2 separate regions of the Mus musculus genome follow, and region 2 is linked to region 1. A link is a contact called in public promoter capture Hi-C data. All regions are on one chromosome and are shown on one strand. Each heading gives the region's core, a stretch centred on a gene start, on an enhancer-like site or on the middle of the called end of the contact. The rest is flanking DNA. Distances are from core to core; before and after follow the strand shown.

Evidence for each region. Promoter capture Hi-C pulls out the DNA fragments that hold promoters and counts their contacts.
Region 2: a contact with region 1 is called in a promoter capture Hi-C map of pre-B cells, with 2.2 times the contacts expected there. The contact joins the enhancer-like site here to the promoter of Capn7 in region 1. A contact is called at or near these places in 7 of 39 promoter capture datasets (the 3T3-L1 cell line, the C10 cell line, liver and 2 more) and 1 of 9 other capture datasets (liver).

What each region holds. Positions count from the first base shown.
Region 1 is chr14:31,334,298-31,338,542 of GRCm38.p6, reverse strand. It overlaps Capn7 (calpain 7), which reads right to left and starts at 1,905. Exons shown (of 21, transcript NM_009796.3): 1 at 1,560-1,905. The coding sequence starts at 1,661.
Region 2 is chr14:31,534,748-31,539,465 of GRCm38.p6, reverse strand. It overlaps Colq (collagen-like tail subunit (single strand of homotrimer) of asymmetric acetylcholinesterase), which reads left to right. Exons shown (of 17, transcript NM_009937.2): 12 at 3,772-3,877. Among named protein-coding and RNA genes, the nearest start is that of Colq, 40 kb to the left of the region's middle. Within about 2 kb of position 1,860, at least 24 of the 459 cell types and tissues checked have an H3K27ac peak or open chromatin away from gene starts, as enhancers often do. A contact at or near this core is called in pre-B cells, where this site is marked.

The DNA of each region.
Region 1 (4,245 bases), core at 656-3,155:
TCTACCTCGAAAGTGCTAGGATTACAGTAGGTAAATAGCTCTTGCTCTAGTGCGCTTGCTTGATCGCCCCCCCACCCCACCCCACCCCACTCTCATTCTGTCTCTCTCTCCTCCTAACAGGGCCTCATATGTCCTAAGCTGGCTGGTCCTTCTGACTCCTGGTTTTACACAGTGATGAAGATCGTAGCCCTCCTCACTTTCTTTTTTAACTTTCTAAAGGATGAATTTTAATTCCTAAATGACAACTTCTAAAAGGAAAAAAAAAAAGTTACATAGTATCTTTAGTTTTAGAAAAGGCTATTTACATTGAGAAAGTCTTACAATGTAGCCTAAGCCAGGTTGAATTCAGTGATCCTCTTACCTCACTGTACTGGGGGTGGGAGGGTTTAAAAGCAAATTAGTAGGTGCCACCACACTAGGCTATATGGTAGTAGTTTGCTGACTTAGAATTTGCTGAAGTTGTTTCACAAAACTACAGCAGAATTTTCTTTTAAAGAACTATCACCTGGTAGTCAGGCATGGTGGCACATTCCTGTAAATCTCAGCAATGGGAAGGCTAAGGTAAGGGGAAGACAAATTTAAAAATAGCTTCCACTATATAGCAAGAACCCCGAGAACGAGGGCGACAGGGCAGGGAGACACCGACACAGACACAACACAGACAGATACACACACACACATACACACACACTCGGGTGTGGTAGGGAGGTAGGATTGTAAAATCAAAATTAAGAAACTTAAAACGAATGATCCTAAAACAAAAGTGTCTAAATATAAGGTAGGTTTTAAAATAAAAATAGTAAAATATTAGCAGAAAGCAAACCACGCTTTACTGATAACACGTAAGCATAAGGGGGAAATTTTTACTACTTCCGTATAATCAAGGAAAAGATGCCCATATCATGACGATACAACTGGAGGGGTGTGTTTGCAAACCTTCAGGACTGGAGAACACAGGATGAACTGCGGAAGTGCATACCCTTTGACAAGCAACTGTGCTCCCCATCATCCAAAACAAGTATCACATTTTTTTTAAAAAAAAGCTCTAAGGATTTTAACTGCACTACTTCAATGCTGGAAAGCCACAACCAAATACAGAACATGCTGTAAACGTAGCACATGCAAGCAACCAAAGGTTATCTAGGTACAATGCAGAAGTGAGATGTCAAAATAGTACAAACGATATGATTCAAGTTTGGGGGTAAGAAGGCGTGTATACACACATACACTCAGAAAAACAATCATGGAGACATACATCGAATGCTAGAGTACGATGAATTTTTTTCCTAATTTACTTTTTCTTTCTACCTGGAACGTGCACTATTAGCATATTCTGACGGATTACCCAAGGTTGGCCTCACATCAAGGGTTGCATCAAGGCCAACAGACAGCGAACAGGGTGTTCACTCCCCATCCCACCTCGGCCGCCACAAGCAGCAAAGCGGCGGGCATCTGCGGCCTGACAAGCCGGACAGCCCCAGCAGGACCCCGCCCCTCCGCCTTGGGTTCCGCCAACACTCGATCGGGTGACGCGGCCGGAGCCGAGTGCTTGTCCTCACCTTGTAGTAAAACACCGCCTCAGAGTAGCGGCCTTCGTGGTCGCGCTGCACTGCCAGCCGCGCGAACTGCACGGCGTCCCGCTCCAGCGCCGACGCGTCCATGGCGCCCAAGGCCCCACGCCGGGGGAGGCAGACAGGCCCTGACGCGGAACCCCGACGCCCGGAGGCACTGCGGCGAGAACTGGGGACCCCGCGGGTGGAGTGGCAAAGTTTACTTTCGAGGGCGGCGGAAGAGATGACGGAGCCCCACTACCTCAGACCCGCCCGGAGGACTGCGAGCTCCGAGCAGCCCGGGCTCGGAGCCCTCGCGGCCGCCCCCACCCCTCGCGTCCTTGCTCCGCCCATCAGCCGCATTGCGCAGGCGCAGTCGACCCCGGCCGGGAGGGGGAGCGCTCCCGCCGAAGCAGGCGGGGCTCAAGGCGATCGTAGGTGGGCGGGGCCAGAACAATGTCCAGTGGGATTGGACAAGAGGAAGCAGGTGCCAGGGCGAAGCTGAGGGCTCCGCTTCCGCCTGCTAGAAAGAAGGTGCCAGTGCCCAGGAGGTTGTTGGAGAGAATCAGGGGATGGCTTGAAAGGAGCATGCGCGTTATGGAGCCCTTGGTCCGCTAAGTGAGAAGGGTAGGCGGAAAGAAACAATCAGTAGCACCTCGTATTGCCAACTGGTTTAATTAGAAATAAAGATATGAAATGAGGCTAGGAGGTGCTTTTGAGATGCTCTGGTAATGTTCATTTGACAAACTAAAGTATGACCTTCTACGGCTCCCCAAGGCACACCGAAGTGTATTGTTTGAATTGTCTACAAACCAGATGATGTATTTTTGACTTGTATCTTAGGGCAAGTTGAAGGTTGTAATTACATAGTAAATGGTAGTGTGGTTGCTTTCTTTTATCCCCTTAAAAGTTTGAATTCAGCAGTGATGAAAATTAACTAATGGCAAGTGCCAGAACTTGGATGAGATTCAAAATCCATGCTGTGTCAAAGTAGCAAGTCTTGACAAAATTATACACTGTATGATCCCACACATAAGAAACATTAACGCAGCATATGGTGACACATTCCTGTAAGCCAGCAGTCTGGAGGCTGTGGTAAGAGGACTGGGCCAGCATGATCTACACAGCAAAAACCCTGAACGACCCCAGGAGGCATATGTCTGTTGTAGTGGAGCACTCTCCGTGCAAACATGAACACAAATCAGCTGGAGATATTGCTAAGAGTTGATTGTGAGCCTGGCTGTGGTGCTCGCTTTTAATCCCACCACTCCAGAGGCAGAAGAAGCAAATCTCTGAGTGCTTGGCCAGCCTGGTCTTCAGAGCTCATTACAGGATAGTAGTGTGGCCACACAGAGAAAACCTGTCTCAGGGAGAGAGAGAAAAGGAGTTGAATTGATTGTGATCCAGTCTAGAGTGGTATCAGCTGTCTTCAAGCTCAAGAAAGACTCCTTAGTGATGCTCATGCTGGTGGTTCAGGATATTCATTATCAAGGTCACAATGGGGTGGATGTTACTACTGAAACTGGTCAGTGTACAGCTAAAGAGGCTGTGGTCAGCATCCCTGAGCATCATGTGTGTCTCGACCCTCCACCTTGCTTGTGCCAGCTATGAATGTCTGTCGTCCCCTTCCTCCATTCTTACAATCTCAAGCCTTAGCAATAAGATTTTCTTCATACCAATCCCCTGAAGGGGCTTTTGTTCCATGTCACCATCCCCTAGAGAAGCTCTTAGTGTTTAGTCTTGGATGGCCCCTCACAAATGAATCATGAGACAGACAAATGATCTTGCAGATGGGTAGTTACACATTTGTTTGTTTGTTCACCAATTGAAAAGTATTTGCTTATACTCACACATGCTGGGTCCTTACCTGCCAAATTTCCCAAGTTTCATGAAGCTCCAAAAGTATGTTCATGAATCTAACTAAAAGGCAGGAAGTACTTTTACGGCTAAGTATTTTTCCCCTAGGTTTAAATGATGGCTCAGTGGTTAAGAGCATGTATTCTTGCACAGGATTGGGGAGGGATTCCCAACACCCACCTAATGGCTCACAACCTCTGAACTTCCAATTTCAATGGCCTCTTCTAATCTCCAAGAACATACACCAGTCACACACCAGACTACAGTGGAGCAAAATGTTCATACACATATATAAATCTCAACATAAAAAATTTTTAAAAAGTGCTTTTCCACCAAAAGGCCATGAATGCTCATAGCAGCTTTATATTGAAATTTATTTTGTAATTAATAAGTATACATACCCATGGTGTGTAAGATGATGCCTTCAAATATATCTTTGAAAGGTTAAATCAAGCCAAGAAGTGTATGAAGCTTTATTCTTGCTAACTACAAACTAGAAATAATTAAAACGTTCACAAACAGGTACATGGATAAACAAATCGTGATAGATCTATACAATGAAATATGTCTCAACAACAAAGATGGGATTCATGACTGACAACATGATGAATCTCAAAAATATTATTCTGAACAAAGAAAGCAAGGACAAAGGAGTACGTTCTTTGACCCTATATTTCTAAAACTCACGGGAAAACAAAATGAATAGGTAATGAAAGAGTATGTCAGTGCTTGCCTAGAATTGTTTGGAAGAATCACTGAGTTTTCAAAGTGTTGGTGTTACATGAGTATATAAAATTTTCAATTATACACTTAAAATCTTACAGTTTATTACTTATAA
Region 2 (4,718 bases), core at 611-3,110, 200 kb before region 1:
GCCCTTCCCTGATGACAGTTCTCACTGCACAAGCCCCTAATTTAGAAGTGATCCTCTTCACTGGTGTTGTTAGGAGTTTAGGGAAGTTGTTCGCTTTGTCAGCAGGGCAAGCCAGGTTATGCAGTTGGGAAATTGAATTCCAGGGCTGGCTTGAGGACTGTGCTAAGTGCCCGCAGGAAAACTAGCCCCTTGACTCATGGACAGATGCCTCTGAGAGATGAGCTCTGTCACCTTTTTTTGATTGGTGGCGGTGGGGGAGGTTCTTTGGTTTGTTTGTTTTAAGACAGGGTCTCACTGTGTAACATAGGACGGCCTTGGACTTCACTAACCCTGCATTATTTTTCTTCTTATTATTATCATAACTCAGCTGCCTATTTCTTTTTTGTCGTCGTTGTTTTGTTTTGAATTTTGAGACAGGGTTTCTTTTTGTAGCCCTGGCTATCCTGGAACATACTCTATAGACCAGGCTGGTCTTGCCCTCAGCAATCTGCCTGCCTCTGACTCCCAAATGCATGTATTACCACTGCCCAACTGCCTTTTTCTTCTTCTTCTTTTTTTTTTTTTTTCCAAATAGATATTGAAATCCAGCTTTATTTAGGGGCTGGGGCAATGAGTTGGGTAAAGTTCTTTCCGTGTAAGCACGAGAGCTGAGCTTGGTCCCAGCGTTCATGTGAGAGGGCCAGCGTGGCAGCTCGCTCCTATAAGCCAAGCACCAGGGAAGTAGAGCCCCAACCACTCTGGCCAATCCCACAATCCCACGAGCTGTGGGTTCAGTGAGAGACCCTGCCTTAAAATAAGGTGTGGAACCTTTGACCTCTGCTTGCACACTCAGATACAAGCCAGCTTATGTAAATAATCTTAGTTGCTGAAAATTGATACTTACATTTGTGATATGCGTACTTGTAATATGTATACTTTTTAATTTAATGATTCTGAGTATGTTAGAAGAAAAATGTTATTTTGAGCACCTATATAAAACATTTCTTATTTTTAATTGTTACCATATTTTATGGGGTAGACAGTGATATAATTATGTACATACCTACACTGTAGAGTGACCAAATTCAGTTATTAGACATACTTATCACTTCCGATTTTTACAATTTCTTTGTAATGAGAATATTTCAACTCTACCCATCTCATTGGCTTTTTATCTCCATCCTGTTGTTGGTTATGACCTGATCTGGGTATTATAGCCTTCCATAATTCTTTCTTCTTTCATTTTAAGATCTGTTTATCCATTTATTATGTTCTCGTTGCTTTGAGGCAGTGTCTCACGTAGCCCAAGATGGCTTCAAACTCTGCCCTCAACCATGCTGGGGTTGCATGTAGTTCAGAACTATTTCTTTTCTTTTATGTCCAATATGTAGTTTTTTTTTTCCTTACAACTTAAAATCATGATGTGTACAGCTTATTGTAGAAATTAATGAATTTTTAAACGTCTTCTAAAAATACTATTCTGCATCATATTCTAATAGACAAGAAAGCAATAGGTTGTGTGGAGCCCCATCCCCACCCCCGACCGTAGGGAGGACATGCTTTTTCCACTCTGTTGGCTGTTTCCCCAAGGCCAAAGTGAGGATCCCCAAACTTCAGTTCACACCAGACTTGTCCCCATGAAAGCTGCTGTTGACTTGAAAAAACCATCATGGCGTGGGGATTTAGCTCAGTGGTAGAGTTTTTACCCTGAGTTCCAGCATCACAAAAAAGGAAAAAAAAAATCTCCTGTTAAGGATACAGAACCACTTCCTCAAGAGAAACCTCCTCGGCTCAGGGAAACCTCCCATAAAGACATGGCACTTTCCACACAGTGACCAATGAAGCAGAAGATTCCTCTGCTGGCCGCTGGTGTCAGAGTCAAGGAGTGTTTCCAGTTCCTTCAAGCTGTGTACTTCCTGAGCTCAGAGCCAGCTGGCCTAGCTGTTAGAAAAACAAGCCTGACTGGCTATATTAAGCTGGTGTGACTTCCTTTGCCATTCTGGGACCCATCTTGGTTACCATTCGGAATACTTCACCCTGGCCTGCGGATTAACAGCCTCCTCCGTGAGGGTGGGATTGGAAACAAACCAACCTCATGGGTCCCCTGGGACGAGTATAGGAAAATCTTTAGAGGCCACGTTGGCAGGACAGCATCTCACTGAATCAGTGTGGAGATTGGAAACAGAATAGCTACAGGTGTGACTCTCTTTAAGAAATCAGGACGTCTTGGGTGTGAGGGACATTTGGCTGGGACATCTGTCATCCAGTTGATCGTTATGGTTGGTTTAACTGGTCTGGCTGTTGAGGAGGGAACTCACTGGTCCACGAGTTTCTTCCAAAGCTGCACGATTGGATAAGGAAGATGACTTCTCCAATAGAGGGCGATTGTTTGGCCAGGAGTACGGAGGTAGTTGTGCTTCCATACTAGGATCTCCAAAGGGCTGTAGGAAATCAGAGTTCCTTCTCCCATGAGAGAAGATGAAGCCTGGCCAGCCACTAGGGCTTGTTTCCCCATCACCCTTCATTCTTCACAAGCCGTATCTTCACTTCTGCCATCTTTGTTAACCTCTTAGAACCTAGGTGGGTGCCTATTTCCTGGCCCCGCTTTAGAGAAGCTAAAACCAAGGCACAAAGCAATACCATGAGTTACCCAGGGCCTCACAGTCAAGGGAGAATATCTTGACTGACAGATTGTCAAAAATCCCTCCACATTCACTGCCAACTTCATTCTCCCCCTTCCTTTGGTCTGGGGAGAGAAGATGAACATGGTAGATTCTAGCCTACATGGAATTTATGTCTCCTGGGGAGACAGATGAAATGATCACACAATAACTTATGACCAGTGATCTGAAATAAATGCTAGAAGAACCATGCATGGTGTGTGTGTGTGTGTGTGTGTGTGTGTGTGTGTATGCCTGTGCATGTCCATGTGTGCATGCATGCATGCATGTGTGCATGGGTATGCTCATGCCTGTGTGTATGTTTGTCTCTCTCTCTCTCTCTCTCTCTCTCTCTGTGTGTGTGTGTGTGTGTGTGTGTGTGTTCTGAGACTGAGTTTCACACTGTAGCTCTGGGTGGCTTATAATTAGAACTCATGTATATCTCAGGCTGCCTTTAAACTGTAGCCATTCCTCTGCCCTTAGCCTGTTGAGTGTGGTAATGACAGGCATGCACCTCACCACTCAGCTTGAAGAAGAAAGCTTTAAGAGAACTTGGTGGGAGACATCAGTGTTGCCTGGGGAGATTTTGCAGCTGAGACAACAGAACTTAAAACTAAAGGTAGAGGGGCATAAGGAAGAGCTTAGAGTTTGAAGAGAGAGGATTTTGGGTTAAGAATCATGGTGTTTTTGACAAAAAAAAAAAAAAAAAATCACCACCAACAACAAACCCTCTGACTCAGGCCATGACCAGCTTCTTGCACTCAGTAAAGAGTGGGGTCTCTACCAAGATAGTAACAGGAAGTCTGTGGGTAGAAACAACTCTTCTGATAGAATGAAAATAACATGTAGGTAAACGCTTAAATGATAGGTCCAACTTGGCCACCTGAACATTAGGCACTGCGCAGATCCTGGTCTGAAACTCCACTCCCTAACTCATGCAGATAATGAACTTAGTGAGGTCATCAAACTTGCAAATGTTGCTTGCTCTGTTTGTCGCAGGAGCAGGGTGCTGGAGACCACCATGAAAGCTTTTGCTTTTCTAAGCAAGGTGGTCTCTGACTTAGAGGCAATGTGGAGGAAGAACTTTGTTATGTCATGATATCACAATGGGTTCTATCTTTCTCTCTGTTAGGGTCAGAAGGGAGACAGTGGAATTATGGGCCCACCAGGCAAGCCTGGGCCTTCTGGTCAACCTGGCCGTCAAGGTCCTCCAGGGCCCCCAGGCCCACCATCTGCAGGTAAGACTTATGCAACTTCACTTGATCTACACAGTAGCACTCCCAACTCTGTCTCCCAGGAAAGCCACAAGGAGATGCCAACAGAGTTCTACATTGTATTTCTTGCTAGAAACCGCCAGAGTCTCCTTTGCATATATGTTCCTAATTTGTCTATGATTTGGCTAACTGAACTTTGTTTTAACATTCTGGAAAACACACAATGGAAGTCAAGAGAGGGTAAATTACATTGGTGATGTCATTTATATTTTCAGTGAAAAGGGTACCTATTTCATCAACTACAATCTTTTTCACTTTAAAAAACCATATATTTATTTTATGTATGTGAGTACACTGTAGCTATACAGATGGTTATGAGCCTTCATGTGGTTGTTAGGAATTGAATTTTTAGGATCTCTGCTCGATCCAGTTGGCCCCTGCTCGCTCAGGCCCAAAGATTTATTTATGATTATACATAAGTACACTGTAGCTGACTTCAGATGCACCAGAAGAGGGCGTCAGATCTCATTACGGGTGGTTGTGAGCCACCATATGGTTGCTGGGATTTGAACTCAGGACCATTCAGAAGAGTAGTCAGTGCTCTTACCCGCTGAGCCATCTCACCAGCCCCTCCAAACATTATCTTAAACCCAGAAAGCATTATAGATTTTTCTGTCTTACACAGTGTGGTAAAAGAGTGTGTATTTGCTTTGGGTATATAGGGTATATTGGAAGGAATTGTTAAAAAGAAATTAAGAGTCAATCGCTGAAGATGAAATATGTATGTTTCTACCTTGTTTTATCCATTTAATTTGATTAGCTAAATCCTTTATTTTATTCCCTTGTTGGCTCAATGTAAGGCCTT